2 separate regions of the Sus scrofa genome follow, and region 1 is linked to region 2. Evidence: chromatin contacts called from public HiChIP or PLAC-seq data. All regions are on one chromosome and are shown on one strand. The core of a region is the stretch at or near the end of the contact, and the rest is flanking DNA. Distances in the headings are between cores, read along the strand shown.

Region 1 (5,043 bases), core at 1,827-4,326, 450 kb before region 2:
CAGGGAGCCCCGCAGGTTTCAGCTTCCACCTTTAAAGCAAGGGTTGTTTCTGCGGGGTCGCCCCTTCATTCCCCTCGGGTCGTGCCAGGCCAGTGGCGAAGACCGGCTCGGCGGCTGGGTCAGCTCCGGGGCCAGAGGGCGGCGCCCGGTCCCGCGCGCGCCGCAGCCCGGGTCTGCAGCCTCGCGGTCGTGACCTTGTTGGGCAGTTCTTGCGCCTCCCGCTTGCTGGATCCGTCCACCTGCCGTCGCCCGAAGCCTTCTCAGGGCCTGGAGTGGGGGATCCGGGACCTGTCGTAGACGGAGGGTAGAGCCGAATTTATGTACATGCTCTCAAATTGCCCCAGGACCTCTGCAGCTGGGAAAGTCCGCTGGCTACTGCGCACCATGATCAGTGAAGTCTTCTAGCGGACTCCTCGGACGTCTCCGAAAGCTCTGCGAGGACAAGCGCCCACCGCTTCTGGGTGCCAAGTTGCTGCGGGGCCGGAGAGGGGAGGGAGGGGGGAGGAAAGAAACTCACCAGCGTTCCCACCTTGGGCTCCAGAAATTTGTAAAAGTATACAGGTACCTTGGGTTTCCTTTCAGCATCTTCGAGCGCCTCTTTTAGAAGGGGTGTGCGCTTGTGATGGGTGATGGAGAGGGTGGCAATCCCCACAAGGGAAAAGAAGAAGGCAAGCAGGTGGTGTGAAAGGCTATGCACCCTCTTCTATTGACTTATTTGTTTAGGAGATTGTGTTAATCAGATTGACAAAGTGGAGTCGAGAGCTCACGCTAGTGCTTGGAACGCTGAACTTTTTTTCCTGCGCTTTCAGCAAGACATTGGCTGATGGAGAACTTAACCCCGAGCCTGCAAGTCCCCACCCCGCCCTCAACTAAGGGTTGGATGTCACCCCTGGCACCCCAGGTCTGCCAGTCCTATTTGGAGCAGTCTCTTCACTGACTCCTGGTAGAATAGTTAGTGCACCTGGGGCTTCAGGTGCCACAGGAGAAAAGAAGGGGGACCTAAGTTTCCAACAAGTAGTGACCTAAGCCTGCCAGCGCCCACCTTGTTCTGGAAACACCTAATCTCTACTTCCTCTATAAAGCTTTACTGCAGCTTGCCTTCAATCCCAAATTGCAAACACAAGCAGGATTGCTCCCTTGAGCATTCCGTGCCTGTGACCCTGCCTAAAGCCTGGTTCAAGTCTGCAGTCTGGGGGTCGTTAAGAGAGGAGAGAAAGTCAGGATGTCACTTTTCCTCTTTAAACTGATAATGACACAAAGGGAGCATGCCAGAGATTTGTGATCATTTTGACTCCATAATTCAATGACAGAGACTAGGCCTGAGGTAACAAATTGTGTAGGAAAGAAAGTATCACAACAGGAACAGGCAGGAACTAACTGATGCCTTGGAAATTTCTCTCCAAAGAAAACCTTGGCTTCCTCCCACCCGAATAGTTAACACACACATAAAAAGTATGTACTCAACATATAGAGCCAGTATTACACATGTGCATTGATCCGATCAAGTGGAGAATTCTCCAATTTCATAACTATTGAATGTATGTATGGGAATGGAGTTTTGGTAGAGGATGTTCTGGCCTATTCTTAATAATAATAAAGACTGCTGGAGCTCCTTGCTTTAAGCCGACATCATAAAAGCCAGATAAAATAAAGTGCTCAGAGGCGTTAGTCGAAATCCAGGAGCAGTTCAAAGATCCCTCTATTATATGTGACATTGCTCTCCCCGTGTTTTCACTGGAGTAATAATAACCTCTAACATTTATTGAGCTGTTTGTTACATGTGCCATGCTCTGCTCCAAGCACTTTAATATGATAACTCATTTGTTCTGACAACAGCCCTGCGAATGAGTTGCAATTGTAATCTTCCTTATATAAATGTGGGAAACTGAGGCAGAACTAAATTAAATAGTTTTTCTATAGTTACTCAGCTAGTGCATATCAAAACCAGCTAGTAGTTTGGTTCTGGCACCCATACTCCTGACCATTTACTGCACAGTTAAGAGAAGTGTCAAACAGTGGTCTCTGACTATAACCCTGCTTGGAAATGTTTTCTGAAAAAGTAGACAAGGAGTAATGAATCCCATTAATTTGGTCAATCTTAACAGTGAGTCTGGCACAGGAGAACTCTTACCCACTTAAAAAACCTCATATTCTCTGAATTATCTAAGTAATTTAATGCATTTCACAAACATTTTAAACAATACTGAAAATCGTTTCAATCCCAAAATCCTTTTGGCTGGTCCTTGAAAATAGTCTCTACCCACCCCCAATATAATTACAAGATTACATTATCATTCTCAAGGAGTAATTATCATATGCTATATATACTTCAGAGCTGGGACAATAGCAGCATTTAATATAGACACAATCTTTATTGTTAAGGACTCCAGCATACCGGACTCATCACTTTCATTACCATCAGTTTAAACAGATGCCACCTGAAGAATGTGACCTCTTTTTCTCTCTACATTAAAATCTCTTCCCCAAGCCCCATCGTCATTCCCTCCTAGATAGAGTCATGGTGTGTGTGTGAAAGACAGACAGACAGACAGACTGAAAGAAAGAGAGAGAAAATCATTGACCCTCTGCAATTTTATGGATGAGAAAAGAAAGCCATAGAATGAAACCTGCCCAAGATTACAGATGAGCCTGGGACCCAGGACTCCACTCTCAGCTCAGCCCTCCCAACCCAAATTCACCCTTAGAGTTCATAAACGTATTTAGACTGAGAGTACACTTAAAAAAAAAAAATAGTTTAAACAACCCTTTTTTTGACCCAAGATATATAAAGAAGGGGCTGTCTTACGCCTTTCTTCCTTTCAGATGTGTTCCTGGAATGTCTTCACCAGATGTTTACCCAAGAAATTACAGTCCCAGAGTCTTCAACATGTGCGTGCGTTTTCAAAGCAGCATTTTAGATCTGAACCTAATTAATGATTTTCTTTTCTTTCTTTTATTAAAAAAAAGGGGGGGGTGGATTAGTTTTGCCTGCAAGTGATCCGAGTCTTTACCGAGTCTGCGTTAACGTCACTCACTTTCACTCTGGGACGTGCTAGTCTCACAGTCTAGTTTTGTTCAGACTTTATTCTGCTCCAAGCTGCATTACAAGCCACTTGTCCATGCTGCAAAAGGTGGGGTTAGCGTTTGGGGTGACGAGCTCTTTTGCTCTTTTTTTCCCTTTCCTATACGTGAAGCAATCTGGAATCATTCCACTTGGCCCTGCGCGCAGCGTGCACACACACACACGCACACACGTGTACCATGCATGTGTGGGCGCCTATAGAACTGTGTAGACGCGCGTTTGTGATTTAAAGTGACAGGACCAAGAGCCAGACTGAAGCAGTGAATTATTTTACGTGATAAATCAGCCCGATCGTCTGCGCACTGTACTGGCATTATTCACCCGAGTGCTCGGCGGTTACTGCGGACGTGCACTGCGGCAAAAACGTCCTCGGAGCCGCTAATTTTGTGGCCACTGCGGCGGCGGCGGCGGCGGAGGCGGAGTGGGGGCGCGAGCACGGATTGATTTTTCAAGATCACGTCTCCATCAGTGCGGTCACCAAATCGAATCCAGTTGACTCCAGAAGCCTCATTGGAAGCATGTGGATTGGGTTTTGTACCTGAGATTGTTAAAATACTTTTTTTTTTTTTTTTTTTTTTTTTTTTTTTTTCCTTTTGAGAGAGGAGCTGAGCTGTTGGTGCAGGGAGATATACCTTTTCTGGTTTATTTTCCTTTTACGTTAAACAAAAAGGAAAAGAAAGAAAATGGCTACCACCTCTTCCTGAGCACTGAGGAGGCCAGACCTTTGCGAACCGGGAGACGGTGCTTGAAACCCTTTTTCTTCCCTGTATCTCTCCCGCACCCCTCACCCCCAACCTTCTACTGTCAGCTCTGCTACAGCCCAAGGAGAAAAATGGTCATAGGCACTTGTGTCGGTCATTTGCCCTCAGTCTTGCTCTTTTCTTAGGACAAGTAGTTACCAGTTTTTCCCCTTCTTTTTACAAACTGGTCCTTTTCATCTGGTTTCCAAATCCTTTTGCTAAAAATGGGTCCGGGACATTTGATTTGTCTTTTTAAACACCCAGCGTTGCAGCGGTGAACAGCAGCAGGCGTGGGGTGGGGGCATTCTCCTTACTGGAGATGACCTGGGGCAGACACAACCCAGTGGGTGCACACACCTCTGGCGGGGGAAGGGGTAGGCTGATTAACAAATTAGTTACCAAATGTGTATTGATGCCTGCGAGTTTTTAAAAAGCACATCCAGAATTTCACTTTCACGTGTGCCTGATTGTATTGCTCTTCTCTCTAGCCGAGCATATGGATCTTACTAATCATTGACATTTAAAATGTGGTATTCCAAAGACTTGGGAGACAGCTTTGGATTCTCACTTTGTTTGCATGATAAAACCTGAGTGTCTTTCAAGAGGGTAGGAAACCTTTCGCATTGGTGAATCTGGCATTGACATATTTATCCCAGACTTTTACTTCTCCCCAAGCTGCCTACCAAGCTATGGTGGTATTTGCCAAATTGGGAAGATAATTGCAGTATCGATGTGTGAGTAATGACACAGTGTTGCATAATAATAATTTAAGCAACTGTGTTTTTGTTTACGGTGATGTAACTTTCCCAGAGTTTGTTTGTAGCTTTAAAGGGTTTAAGTGCGAGCAGATTGCTCTTGAGCAGCTGCCCTGAAGAAAGTGAGCTTGATTCAGCTCTCCGGTTTAGGGATCTGCAGTCCCCATCTTTATCTGCAGTCCCAACCTGGAGGTCCCAGGAGCTGAGTGGAAGGAGCTGATGACTTGGCTTTACCTGATAAAGCCTGCCTGAATTGTTCATGACATGGAAGAATACTCCTGTTCAAGGCAAATTAAAAAGCCAGAGGCAGCAGTACTGTGAAAAGCCAGCTCAGTTAAATGGGCAGCATATAACATAGCTGAAATACAGCTCTTTAATGAGTGTGTCTCAAGTGGTAAAAATGAGTGCAAATGAATTCAAAACCAACCACCCCATTTGCTCCAACATTTCAAACATACTGAGACTG
Region 2 (4,553 bases), core at 305-2,804:
ACTTCAATGTGGTCTAAAATTATGTTCTTTTGTCCTTAGTCAAGAGCCTGCAGAATTCATTGCCACACAGATTCCCCAGATCTTTGAAGGTGTAAATTAGCAAAGTTTTGCAAGTTTCTTGTTATATGCCCTCTACTTGCAGGTTTGACTTTTTTACTGCCCACCTCCCCATGGGTATTCTAGCTCTGACCCTAAAGACAAAGGAGAATTGCTGTAATGCAGATCATAAAAACAGACTTCTTTGGAGGTCCCGTGTGGCTCGTCGGCTCAAGGATCTGGTGTTGTCACTGCTGTGGCGTGGGTCATTGCTATTCAGTCACTGGCCCTGGAACTCCCTTATGCTGTGGGCATGGCAAAAAAAATATATATATATAGTATATATTAATATATTATATATATAAATACCTCTACTATCAGTGTAACTCTTTCGAGTAAGGGAGTTAATAGCATCTTTGAGCAAAAAACAAAGAGTCATCAGTAAAGGAGAAGGGCCACCGTGGCTGACGGGGCAGCGTCTGTGAGTTGTCTGAGTCCTTCCTGTTCCTATACCCTCATTCCAAGTCTCAGCCTATCTGTGCTTTAAGTTTCTCTGGAGAGATGTCTCAAAGCTGAGAAGTCCACTGATGGAATTCTACAAACCTCAGATCTTACTTTGAATTTGTTTTCCAGTCTCTCATTTAGCACTGCCATGGTAAGTTCCTCGGTGTTAATATATGTTTTAAATGGAGCATCCGAGGGGTTTAAACTTGTTCCCTTTTGGTAAACTAACCAAGGCCAGTGGAAGCAGCCACATTTTCCTACAGTCCTTGAACTCCTCCGGTCTTGTACAGTGTCCCAGAATAGTGGTCTCAAAGCCTTGCTCTTCTTGAGCCCTTCGTGCAAATGACTACAGATCCCCTTAAGATGTTCAGCTGCCATGAACCAGGGGCTTCCAAATTCCTATCTCTGAATCCTAAAAAAGATGATTGTTGTCATCGACACCCCCCTAAGGCAATATAATCCATCCCAGATTTCTACCTTAAAGCCTTTCCCATCTGAAGAGCCTGCAGCATACTCCTTGGTACAAATCTCTGTACTGGGAAAATGTAAAGAACAGAAACAGAGTCGGACTAATTTTCATAAAAGAAGAATTTGCTGGAAGGTACTGGATAGCTCACGGGTTTGGACAATTATCAGGAACCCAGCAAGGCCAGGCAGCAGGAAACACTGGCCAGGATGTGGCCACAGCCAGTAACAAAGAGAGCCAGTCTCGTCATTCCTCTGGCTCAAGAATCAATCCTCCGGATAGAAACCTTCAGTGAGTGATCACAGGTCACATGCCTCACTCCAGCAGGGGAGAAGGGTAGCAGAAGGAGGGAACACTTCTCCGTCGGGCTTCCATCAAAATCCCAGAAAGGGGTTTGGTTATGGGAAGCCAAAAAAAATGTTGCGCCCCCCCCGCCCCCCGCCGCTTTCTGGGGAAGTTTATAGCTCATAGTGCTGGCAGAGGGGTAGGCAGAGTCATTAGTCACCTCCATTGGCTCACCGAGGTGTTGGCCACTTCTACGTGGTCTTACATCATGAGCCGGTGCAGGTCACCGTGGATTCCACATCCACCCACCAGCAAGAGCTCTGGCCCCATCTTTCTCTGTGCTCTGGAAACTTCCCTCCATCCCTACTGTGCTGTGCTATGGGAAAGTATGGGCCATGACAAGGCTGTTTCCGTAGACAGCTTACTTGGCTGTTTCTACTCTAGGGTAGAAAAAGAGAGAGGGCTCTTGTCTTCCTCAAGTCTGCCTGGAATTTCTGCTGTCTCCTCTCACTTGGCGCTCGACCTAAGGTTCCAGGGGTGGGATGCAGGCATCTCACTATGTACGTGCTCTCTGTGTTTCTTCTGTGAATTTCTTTTTACCTTCTCCAGTCTGGTGAATCTTTTTGTGGTTGCTGATACTGTTTTGTTCTGAAGATGGGATAGTCTGGCTTTATATTCTAAATCCCTAAATCTATGACTTAGACCCTGACTCTCTTTTGTTTTCTTCTTGGCCATCTCTCTTCCAAGATAGAAAACATAGAATATACAAAGCTGTTTGCCAAATCAGGGGAAGATGTATAAGACAATAGGAAATACTGTGAAGAAAAATGAAAATTAAAATACTATAAGTAAGTTAAAAGACTATAAGATATCATGCGACTCTACTGGGTTTGCTCTTCTGTATTTTTAATTTTTCATTTATTAAATCAGGTTATAGTGTAATTTAAAACCAAACTGCTTGCCTTACGAGACAGTGAGCTCTCCATCGTTGGAGGTATTCAAACAGAGACAGGATGGCCATCTGTTAGGAAGGCAGTAAAAGAATGTCCCCGTTAGTGGCAAGTAGAATGAAATGATGTCTACCTTCTATTTCAGAGTTAATGTTTTATGCTTTAATTTACTTTTTATTACATTTCTTATTTGTTCCACAGATCTTTGCATCTTAATGGGACTCTTTTGCGGTCTCTACTAATTATAAAAACTAAAAATGGCCTCCCTGCTTTCTAATAAATCAATCAACATTTTTAATAAACGTGTTCTGAATGCCCAAGATTGGGTATTTCCAGTTCTGTTGGTTCTCCTGGCTTTGATACAGACCTTTCTGTTACAATGGCTGTATTGTTCTTTTCCATTTCTTCTGGCCTTTTCTCCATAAATCTTGTAAGGGGTGGGTGCCTGCTTATTTTTCCTGGGTAAAGAGGAAAAGGTACTGCTTACCTAAGGTTGGGGAACTCATCTTTTAAAACACTGAAGAAGCCCTAGACTTGACGTAAAGGAGTACGTGCTTCAGTTCTAGACACGGCTCTTTCTGAGAAACCAGTCAACCTCTCTGAGCCTCAGTTTCTCATATGCAAAGTGAAGACGGTCCCTTCGTATCAGCTCAATCCAAAAGAAGCCAAGATGACACGTCAGGGGTGGGACAATCTGGATGCTCTCACGGCTTTGTGTCGATTTATCTGCTACTCTGCCTCCTCTTGGCCTCGGCTCCCCTCTCCCTCTCCCTCTCCCTCCCTTTCAGGTAGCAAGAATGACGGCGGTGTTTTCTGGCCTCCCCCTTGTATATTATGTGCTTCAAAGGAGGAAGACTGGTCTCTTGCAGTTGTCATGATTGAAGAAAGGGGAAACTTCTCTCCTGGAAGTCTCAGCAGCTGTCTCCTCACGGTTCACCAGGCAAACTGGATCCCATGTCCCTCCTGACGGATCCTGAGGACCCGGAGTGGGCTGAGCTGAACAACTTAGGCCAATCAGAGACTCCTCTGGGGATGAGGGGGCACTCAGCCCAGGAAGGAGCTGCCTTTCACACGAAGATCTGGGTGCTGTTTTGGGGAGAAATGGGGAAATGGAAGCTGGGGAAGCACCTGCCAATGGCTCCACCCCTATACAACTCTCTAGGTTAAAACAAAAGTCACAAATTGTGGAAACGTCAGTGCCTTGTACCTGTAAAAACGCCAGACTCCAACAAGCAAAGTGGCATCAGGGGACTGATACGATTTCTGATCCTTACCAACCAGTGTGGACAATTTACACAACTTCTTTGAGACTTCATTTCCCCATCTGTAGAATGGGGGTACCAGTTAATAATGGACTTGCTCACAAATATTCATTTATTATAAATCGTTTTTAATTGAATCCATGCTAGACTTGAGTCAACTGTTCTAAAACCAGTTTGGGCTGGGAATTGTGGAGGCCCTGTTGGCAGCCTTGAGAAAACCACCCCTAGGCACATCAATAAGTTTCAAGTAACCATGGCACTGAGATTTCAGAGGGAAGGAATGCTTTGTGAACCAAATTTTTAGCAACATATAGAAAATCATATTCATGTGTGCATAAGTCATCTTGCCCTGAACCCTTAATCTCCATATCTCTGATGCAGAAAGATTAATCTTAGAAAGAATAACTGACAACCCATTGCTTCAGGCTGCAGAGAAAAATGAAAATGTCCTCGGCAAATGTGATTCATATTACAATACTTATGCACATTCTGTGCTATCCAGTCTTGTTCCAATGAAAGGAACTTGGTCCACTATTCTGTTGGAAGATATACATTTTTTTTTTCTTTTTGTGTCCCTCTCAGAATTGTTAGAAGCTAAAAAGAGGCCTGTTACTTGCTCATATAATCTTATCTATGAGCCGGGCATTCCTAGGGAGTTAGTATGGCTCAGTGGGATTTTGTCAGATTATCCTGTTACCAAATTCTGACTCAACTATTGTCTTAGCCTCTGCGAGTTTCATTGTTCTCATTATGGAAGTTGGGGTGATAACAACACCCATCATATGTAAGAAATTAATAAGATAATGCATGTTAAATGCATTAAAAAGAGCCTAATATGTAATAGACATTAGATAGCACTGTTTCGGGATTTCTGAGAAAGAAGAACTCTATATTGGGAAAATACAGTAGGGTTGATGCTTATTCTGATTTTGGACCTTGTTCCATCATGGCTGATGTGTTCCAACATAATAGGGTCTGGGAGTGAGTCCAGATAAGGGCCCCTGAATCAGGCTAACCCCCCCACCTTTTCCTATCTCCTATCCAGTCCTG

Evidence for each region. HiChIP or PLAC-seq counts read pairs in DNA pulled down with a chosen protein or histone mark.
Region 1: an H3K27ac HiChIP or PLAC-seq map of skeletal muscle shows a contact between it and region 2. The contact joins two enhancer-like sites. A contact is called at or near these places in 1 of 47 Hi-C or Micro-C datasets (heart right ventricle) and 1 of 2 datasets of contacts at active chromatin or transcription factors (skeletal muscle).

What each region holds. Positions count from the first base shown.
Region 1 is chr6:151,243,309-151,248,351 of Sscrofa11.1, reverse strand. It overlaps LOC106507659 (a long non-coding RNA gene), which reads right to left. Exons shown (of 2, transcript XR_002345466.1): 1 at 2,807-5,043. Among named protein-coding and RNA genes, the nearest start is that of NFIA, 16 kb to the right of the region's middle. Within about 2 kb of position 3,076, at least 31 of the 83 cell types and tissues checked have an H3K27ac peak or open chromatin away from gene starts, as enhancers often do. A contact at or near this core is called in skeletal muscle, where this site is marked.
Region 2 is chr6:150,797,107-150,801,659 of Sscrofa11.1, reverse strand. No RefSeq gene overlaps it. Among named protein-coding and RNA genes, the nearest start is that of TM2D1, 180 kb to the right of the region's middle. Within about 2 kb of position 1,554, at least 8 of the 83 cell types and tissues checked have an H3K27ac peak or open chromatin away from gene starts, as enhancers often do. A contact at or near this core is called in skeletal muscle, where this site is marked.